Regions from separate parts of the Mus musculus genome. Here all the other regions are linked to region 3. A link is a contact called in public HiChIP or PLAC-seq and promoter capture Hi-C data. All regions are on one chromosome and are shown on one strand. The core of a region is the stretch at or near the end of the contact, and the rest is flanking DNA. Distances in the headings are between cores, read along the strand shown. Region 1 holds the start of Hmces (5-hydroxymethylcytosine (hmC) binding, ES cell specific). Region 2 holds the start of Rab43 (RAB43, member RAS oncogene family). Region 3 holds the start of Anxa4 (annexin A4).

Region 1 (2,700 bases), core at 21-2,520, 1.1 Mb before region 3:
CCTTCCTCCGGCCTCCTAAGTGCTGGGATGAAAGGTGTGTGACACCACACTTGGGTTTTTGCTTTTTTGTTTTTAATATAAGGACAGATGACGCTGATAAATCAGTAATACTTGAAAAATGCGATCTTAAAAAAAAAAAGAGAGAGAGAGAGAGAGAGAGTCAAGCGTGTCAGAGTGTACACACCTGTAATACAGGATTCTGGAGACAGGCAGATTTGCTGAAAATCTGAGGTCAGCTGGGCCTCTATAGGGAGTTCCAGGACCGCCAGGGCTACATTCATAGTTAAGACTCTGTCTCAAAAGAATTCTTAAATGTATTCAGATATGAGGTTCACATAATTTGGGCATACATTCAAACAGTTTAACTGACCCTGAAGAATGCTGACTTATTTCTTGCAGAGACCCAGAGGGATTAGGGCCTTAATGTATCTGTAAAGGCTGCTTTTCGGGTCATTCCGGAGGCTGGGCAGATGGCGGCACATGGGTCACGAGTCAGATGGCCACGGCGATGCTGGCCCAGAAGCTCCGATGGTGCTGACACACTCCTTACCTTCTCAAAGTGCAGTCTGGAGAGCAGCACGGGGCTGCTGGACTGCGGGCTCTTGTTGTAGGAGGGGCAGTACTTGTCGGGGTCCCTCCACTGCGGGAGCCGCCGCCGGCCCTGCCGATCCTGATAGGCGCAGGCCCTGGTGAGAACCTCTCTGGGCAAGTGACAGGACGTTCGCCCGCACATACTTCAGCGCTGCCGCTCAGACCTAGAGAAAGTCACAAAACCCTAAGGTTCTCCTCCCTAGGTCACGCCAATCTCCCCGCGAAGCCACATCTTCCGCGGAGGCTCCGTTAGGTCAGCCAGTCCCGGCCACTGCGGGGCCCACAGTCCCCAAGCAGGCCCTCGGGTGGCGGGCGAGAAAGAAAGCCGCTCCTCCCAGGTTGTTTCCCACGGACGCAGCAGGGAAAGGTGAGAGCGCTCGGCTTTGACGCCAGCGACACTCGCGGGCCGCGGCCACCGCACTACCGCCCCGCGGGGACACGCTCAGGTCCCGGGCGGGGCCTTGTCGGCGCCAAGGCTCCAGCTCGGAACGTGGGCGGTCCTCGCCTGCCCGCCCGCCGGCGTCCCCTCCGCCGGGTCCTCTCTTCCGCCCGCTAGCTTCTCCTCAGCGCGGCCCTCCTCCCGCCCGCCCGTCCGTCCTCATCCCCTCAACGAGGCCCTCCCCACGCGCCCGCGTCCTCTCACCGCCCGAGGGTCTAGTCCACCCTTCCTCGCAGCTAGCGTCCGCCTAAGAGACGCCCGTCCCGCTCCTCGGTAACCCCGCCCCGCCCCCGACGTGACGTCGCGCCGTCGGGGTTCCCTCCCCACAGGTGGGGGTGTGGCTAGGTGAAGCAAGACAAAATGCACTGACCTGAGACAGGCACCCCAGGAGGCCTCAGGGTCCCCCTTCCCAGGCCGGAATCTGAAGCCAGAAAACCTGTGCTGCCCACCCTCAATGTGTAAGGCCATCCGAATTGAGACTCTCTAGCTATTCCCACAAACCCCTAAGGGTCAGGAAGCCCCACCTGGTTTCCTTTTTAACATTTGTGTGTGGGGTGTGTGCAAGCCTTTAAATAAAACTAGAGTAAGCTGTAATCTTCACAAAAGGAGGCTGACACCAATTTCTTTAATGAAGTTTATTTGAATGGAATGGCTTCCAGGCTATGACCAGGCCTGGGAGTAGAAGGGGAGGGTATTAGGCAGGAAGAATACAGTCAGGAAGGGCTAAGCAGGATGTGGCCTTGAAGGTCAGGCTTTCCTTTAAAGCCTGGAGAGGCCTTCATAAAGGGATGGAATGAGGCAGAGAGGCCAGGCAAGAGCAACTGCTCAGTCCCCAGGAGAGGGATGGAAGGTGGGGGACAGAGGGATGTCTTTAGGGAGCAGCCTTCAGGTCACCTACTTGAGAAAACCCCCCAAATGAGAAATCTCTTTATAACCTGTTAGGAAGTTTCACACCACGTTACTTAGTTCACCACTGCATGCCTGACCAAGTACATGGTGGAGCCAGGACCAGTCATGAAATAGGCCATAGCTAAAACAGCTTAACGATGCTCAAGTGTAGCCTGATGTCTTCATGTTATGGGATTCGGCTTAAAGGTGCAGGCCTCTGTTCTAATGTGTACATGTGCATGTGCATACAGTATACAGGTGTGCATGAGGTTAGGCGGCAACTATTGCAAAATGGTCCTCTCCTTCTACCAAGTGGGTAGTCCGTCCTGATAGGTACCTTTACCTGCTGAGCCATCTGAGTAGCCTCACAGGAGGTCCAGTTCTTCAAGTGTTTCCAACAGTTTAAACCACCTGATTTGAGTTTAAAGCCCAAGCCCTGAAGCATCCCCTAGGATTTCTTACTCCAGCCCAAAAGGAATGCAGATACTGTTTTTCCCACTCATAGACCCAGAGCAGATCATGACACCCTCTAAGGACCTTTGGACACCCATCCATCTACAGATGCCTGTAGATGAGTGGCTTACCAGACCTGCTAGCTGTTGTCATTCGGCTAGCCTTTAACCCCACCCTAAGCTTGGCACTGACAGTCCCGAGGGGCTATGCACACGCTCCATTTGGTGAAGGGAGGCCTCAGGGAGAAGTGGAGGCCCTGAGCACGAGCCTGCAGAAGCAGCAGTTATTCAAGAAATACATGCTGACTTATCATAGGGATGAGACGGTTT
Region 2 (2,700 bases), core at 123-2,622, 1.0 Mb before region 3:
CTTGCTTTCTCTGCTTTCCTTAAGTTTCCTCTTCCCTTCCTTACTGGGGAAGTTTTGGATTTTGTCTTGGATTTTGCCTTTCGTTCATGGATGGATCTCAAGGCCCTAGAACAATGTTTGGCTTGCAACAGCCATTATTAAAAAACTATCGAATCAAATAGCCATGCAGGGCCTAAGGGGGCTGTCCAAAGAAGCTAGAGTATTCTCAGCTTTCTCTCATTTTTAGGGATGGGGCCTATTTGATCTAGTTCAAACTGTTTACAGACATCTGGGTCCCATTTCTGTGACTTCAGGTTTCTCAGGCCAAACTTCTGAGCTGGCTGACTCACAGGTTTCCCTTGTGCAGGAGGTGTTTGGCTGGGACCAGGACTCCTGTTCCCAGCCACCCCAGGTTTGACTGGACTCCTGTCTGCTCTATCAATTCTTCCAAATGGAACTCTAGGCCATTCTGCCCTCAAGGATTTTCATTTCCTCTGTCTTCCTTTTTCACCTAAGGGAAGCTGCCTTTACTGTGTGTCACCAGAACTTTCCATTCTCCGAAGAGGGAACATTGAGTTGTGTTCTGCCTCATCAGCCCTTCATTGTCAGCCATAGCTGTCCCCTGCCCCGAAACGACTCTTGCCTGTTCCCCACTGGGTGCAGGCCAGGCGAGGGACGGAGGCATGTCAGTGAGGGGTGGACGTGGGGCCCGGCTGAGAAGGGCATGAGGTTAGGGAATGATGAACTGGCGATTATAACGAGTTGTTGACCTAATAGGGGCCAAAGCCTGCTATGGGGGCGCAGCGGACCGAAGCGGAGTTGAAGAGGCGCGGAGAGCTGAGTTGAGAGGCGTTAGGGAGGAGTTAGCTCCAGGGCTACGAAAAGGTGCGGGTGGATTTCCGTCTTGGATGCAGTGCCTAAGGCGAGGTCCAAGCCAAGAGGCTCCGGAGGATTAGGGCGGGGTAAGAGATGTTAAGGGCGGGGTCAGGACCAAATAGAGGATCAAGGCGTTGTTGACAGCGAATCCGCACCGGGCTTAAGTCCGGGTTAGTGAAGTGCTGAGAAGTGAGAAAGAACGGTGCTGAGGGCGGGATTGGGGTGGTGTTGAGAGAAGGGTCGGAGGCTTTGGCCGTGGTGGGGTGCGGGCGGTGCTCGGAGAAGGATCGGGGAGGTGAGAAGCTTAGAGGGAGTGCTGGGGGGTCGGGACTGTACTGACAGGCTAGGAGGTGTTGGTTATGGGAGGGGGAGACTGGGCGGTCCTGGGGGCGGGACCCAGAGGCGGAGTGGCGGGAGATGGGCGGTGCTGGGGATCAGGGAGGCTCGCCCCGCCCTGAAGGCGGCGCACGAGCGGGCCTGAGGTAGCCGTGGGCCGGCACGGCACCGACGGCTGGCAGAGAGCTGCGGAGGGCCGGGCGGTGCGCTCCCGGGCGGAGCCGAGTCCTCGGGGCTCCGGAGCGGAGCGGGGCGGGGCGGAGCGGGACGGTCGATCGGTCCGCCGTGCAGCTCGTTCAGGTGCCGCCGCCGCTCCACGTAGCCCGGCGGCGGGCCGGCTAGGGCACACGGACCTCGGCCCGCGGCTGTCCTTAGCCCAAGCCGGGCCCTTGCGTCCCAGGACTCCCGCGGAGCCATGGCGGGCCCTGGCCCGGGAGATCAGGACGAACACTACGATTTCCTGTTCAAGCTGGTGTTAGTGGGCGACGCGAGCGTGGGCAAGACGTGCGTGGTGCAGCGCTTCAAGACCGGCGCCTTCTCGGCGCGTCAGGGCAGCACCATCGGTGTCGACTTCACCATGAAGACGCTGGAGATCCAGGGCAAGCGGGTCAAGGTGGGAGGCGGCGCGGCCCGCTGCTTTGCTCCCGGCGGGCGGTTCGCGGCCAGTCCTTCGGCTTCCCCTTCTTTCAGAACGGGCTTGGGCCTTGATGTCCGTGCTGGGTTCAGGTCCGAAAGCACCACCTTGGGCTCTGGGAGTGGTGACAGTGGGCGGCCAGAGCGTGGAGGAGGAAGCCTGCACCCCACTCCCGCCCCCCCGTCTCTCAGCCTGGGGACTCCTTCGAAACAACTTGCGGTGGAAGGCAACCTGCGGGCCGTTCCGTGAGCGCCACGCATGCCGGGACAGACCCTTCCCTGCGCGGCCCTCTGGGGAGCACTCAGCCAAATAACGACATCCCCGTGACCGGGAGGGACCAGGAAGTAGTGGCTGCTAGGACCGGAGGTCCAAAAGTTTTTGTCAGAATTTCCTCCCTGGCCACGCCTCCCCGCGGTCTCTTTTATGGACCCGGTGGTGGAACTCCACTCCACCAGGGCCAGCGCGGAGTTGGGGTGGGGGTGGGGGGCCTCCCCGACTAAGGGTTGATAGAAACCGAAAACTTCATCACAGATACCGGAAGGTGGGGGAGAGAAGCAAACTTTGGCAATGACCCCAGCAGAAACAGCAGGATGTGGTTGTCACAATGTCCTGGCAATGATTTGATAAATAATATTTGTGATGAATGAAATCAAGTTTCTTAACCTAGGTGTCTGTCCTCCCTAAAAAAAAAAAAAAGGTAGCATCCTGGACAGGACACAGCGCTGTTCTTGTGCACAGAGGCTCTTAGTAACTTTCCTGATTTCCACCCTGCAGAAATCCTTTGCCGTTTTTCACGGTTTCTGGTTCACAAGGATCTTCAAGACAGCTTTAAAGAGAACTGGGTGGGGGCAGTCTTGTGTTTTCAGACGTGAAGC
Region 3 (2,700 bases), core at 170-2,669:
TGGGCATTCCCAGGAGAGCCTGCCATCTGTTGGAAGAAGTCGCATGTCACCTGTCAGAGCTCAGAAAGAGTCAAGACTCCTACTGGAGGTCAGCCCTTCCCTGATCCCAGACCTCAGATCCCAGATGAGCCTGGGTCAGATGGAGTCCTGGCCTTTGTTTCCCATAAAAGACTCAGGTGGGGACTAGCACTGAGTCTTCCCCGAAGACAGGTCTTCAATTCCCAGCAGCCAAGGGATCCTATGCTGGTGTGTAGACATACAGACAGACAAAAATCTGTACACATAAAATAAGTAAAATGCACACGTATTTATATGTAATAGTAAAAGCCTCTGTCTGTGGCTTCCCTACCTGGGCTAGGGCAGACTTTGGGAGAAGTGACATCAGAGGCCTGTGGCCTGGTTGCACTTGCTATAAAGATCAGCTTAGCTGTGGGCTAACTACAGTTCCTAGACACTAACCTTTATCCACCCCCCACCCCACCTCCCCTGCATGTAATTACTTTTAAAAGGATACAATAGTCTTGAATCTTCATTTTGTCCTTCCTATTACCATGATTAATTTTGTCTTCCCTTGTGGAAGCTTAGAAACATATAGACTTTGGAACATGAAAAAACAGGCCCAAGTCTAGATCAGCCTTCCTCCTCCTGACCCCCTCAGCCTTCCTCCTCCTGACCACACAATAAGCCACCTCCTCTAGCTACAGTTGCTGATACAATTTAAAATAATGACCACCTAGGTTTTGGTTGGCTAGAGAGCAAACACTGCCCAAAGCGACCCATTCTTTGTTAAATGAAATTGGAGGTTGCCTGTGGAGCCTCTGTTGCCTGCACCTGCCTCTGTTCTTCAAGCATTCATTATCCTTGTAGCAAGAGGCATGTGCCTCCGTGTCCAGCAAGGAGCCAGAACCAGGCTGGCTAGCAACCAAGAAATGCTTCAGTTGGAAGTTTAGTGGGAAACCCAGAGTTGCTTCTAACCCCGGTCCCAACGGTGACCTGTACCTGTCTCCGAGAACCCTTCCCCTGACTTTGAGGATTGCATCTGTCTTCTTTAAGGGAGGCGTGCAACTGCTGAGAATTTTCTGGAACGTATGTTATAATGTGAAAGGAGGACATGGACTGTGTCCTCAGATGTCACGTTCTGATTTTTCAAGTTACACTCTAGACTGGAGCGCCGAGGCCCCAAGTACGTTGTGCGACCCCAGCAGGACGCGAGGCTGAGACCCTGGGAGTCTGGTTGTGCAGGGTCAGGGTCCTGAGTGGGCTCGCTGTCCTCAGTGGGGTTAAAGGCCGAGTGCGTGATCTGCCTCAGGCCCCTCCTGGTGCTGGGGGCGATTCTCGTGCTCTAGCTGCGCTTCTCCGGGGAGGGACTTTCCTGTGGGCAAAGGGACAACCAGGAACTTGGGCTCAGTCTCCACCCCGAGACTGGGCGGGTCCTATCGGCCGGGACGAGGGTGTGGCATTCGCCGTAGTCTAGAGCCTTTCTCCGCACCAGAGGTAAGGGGCTTAGGGCAGTGGTCCGGACCTCCGCCGCGGGCTCTGGGGTCTGGGTGTGGGTCCTAGGCTCCGGGCAGGTGTCCTAGGCTCGGACCTGGAGATCTAGACTTCATTTGGGGAATCCTAGGCTGGGTCGCAGCTGGGGCCTGGAAACCTGAACTTAACCTCGGGATCCTGGGCTCGCCCGCTGTCCTAGGCTTGGACCTGGGAATCTTGGGCTCCTGCCGGTTGTCCTAGACTGTGGCTGGGGATCTTGGGCTCAGGGACCGGGTGCTGTGACCAGAGGCGGGTTCTTTGGGCCACTTGGCTCCGCGCCCTGGAAGCGTGAGGTCCCGGACCGGAGCAGCCACCTGGGAAACGTGGGGAGGAGCAGGCAGTGCCGCACGGTGCACAGCACTCCTGCAGTCCTTTGCTGAGTCAAAGCCCCCCCGGGACTCCGCACTGAGGATAAGCCACTGAGTTAACATTCTCTGAAGCTCACTCCAGCACTACTTGTGTTGCCTTTTCTTTTTGCAAGTAAGTTTGCTTTCTCGTCTTCTTAGGGCGCTCCTCGCCTCTCTTGTAGCGAACGGTCTCCACACAGTGCCTGGCGCCCAGGAATCATCTTATTCTTAGTTTTTATTCTGTGTCTGCCTGTGTCTACATTTTAACTTAGTCCTCGGTGCTTTGACCAGTTGGAGACTTTGGCGCCTAAGACAATTGGCGGTTTAACACTTTGCTGGCTCAATGTGCACCTCAAGGGTATGAAAGCCTCCATTTACTGGAGGAGCACTCTGGGCCTTAAGCAACTGCGCCTTTCATTAAAACTGGGCACTTTAGTGGATGGTGGAAGGATGGATAGGATGGCCGGTTGTTACCTATCCCTCTGCCCATCATTCCCAGACTCACTGTTTCCTTAGGTGGGAAGCAACTCCATTTATGGCCGTGAGTCCCTAGAGAACGGAGGAGAGAAGAACAAGAAGAGAGGACCAGGCATATATTCAGTTGATAGCGTGCCCCCAGCACACCAGAAGCCTTGGGTTTTATCCTTGGCTCCAAATAAATCAGGTGTACGTTTGCCTTTGAGGACAGTTTGGAGAAAATGACAGTCCCAACCCAAGCAACACCCTTTTGGAAGCTTCCCGTTTTAGATTTAAAAGGAATAGAATCTCATACTTCAGGACAATCGGTAGTTCAGGGTAATATTGGAGGGTAGTCTGGACTATT

What was found. Promoter capture Hi-C pulls out the DNA fragments that hold promoters and counts their contacts. HiChIP or PLAC-seq counts read pairs in DNA pulled down with a chosen protein or histone mark.
Region 1: a contact with region 3 is called in a promoter capture Hi-C map of liver, with 2.2 times the contacts expected there. The contact joins the promoter of Hmces here to the promoter of Anxa4 in region 3.
Region 2: a contact with region 3 is called in an H3K27ac HiChIP or PLAC-seq map of bone marrow-derived dendritic cells, with 4 times the contacts expected there. The contact joins the promoter of Rab43 here to the promoter of Anxa4 in region 3. A contact is called at or near these places in 2 of 115 datasets of contacts at active chromatin or transcription factors (bone marrow-derived dendritic cells and pancreatic cancer cells).

The regions. Positions count from the first base shown.
Region 1 is chr6:87,912,546-87,915,245 of GRCm38.p6, reverse strand. It overlaps Hmces (5-hydroxymethylcytosine (hmC) binding, ES cell specific), which reads right to left and starts at 1,270. Exons shown (of 7, transcript NM_173737.2): 1 at 1,235-1,270; 2 at 551-755. The coding sequence starts at 733. Copg1 (coatomer protein complex, subunit gamma 1) reads right to left here. Exons shown (of 24, transcript NM_017477.2): 24 at 1,651-2,700.
Region 2 is chr6:87,810,451-87,813,150 of GRCm38.p6, reverse strand. Rab43 (RAB43, member RAS oncogene family) reads left to right here and starts at 1,372. Exons shown (of 3, transcript NM_001039394.1): 1 at 1,372-1,804. The coding sequence starts at 1,607.
Region 3 is chr6:86,792,303-86,795,002 of GRCm38.p6, reverse strand. Anxa4 (annexin A4) reads left to right here and starts at 1,419. Exons shown (of 13, transcript NM_013471.2): 1 at 1,419-1,494.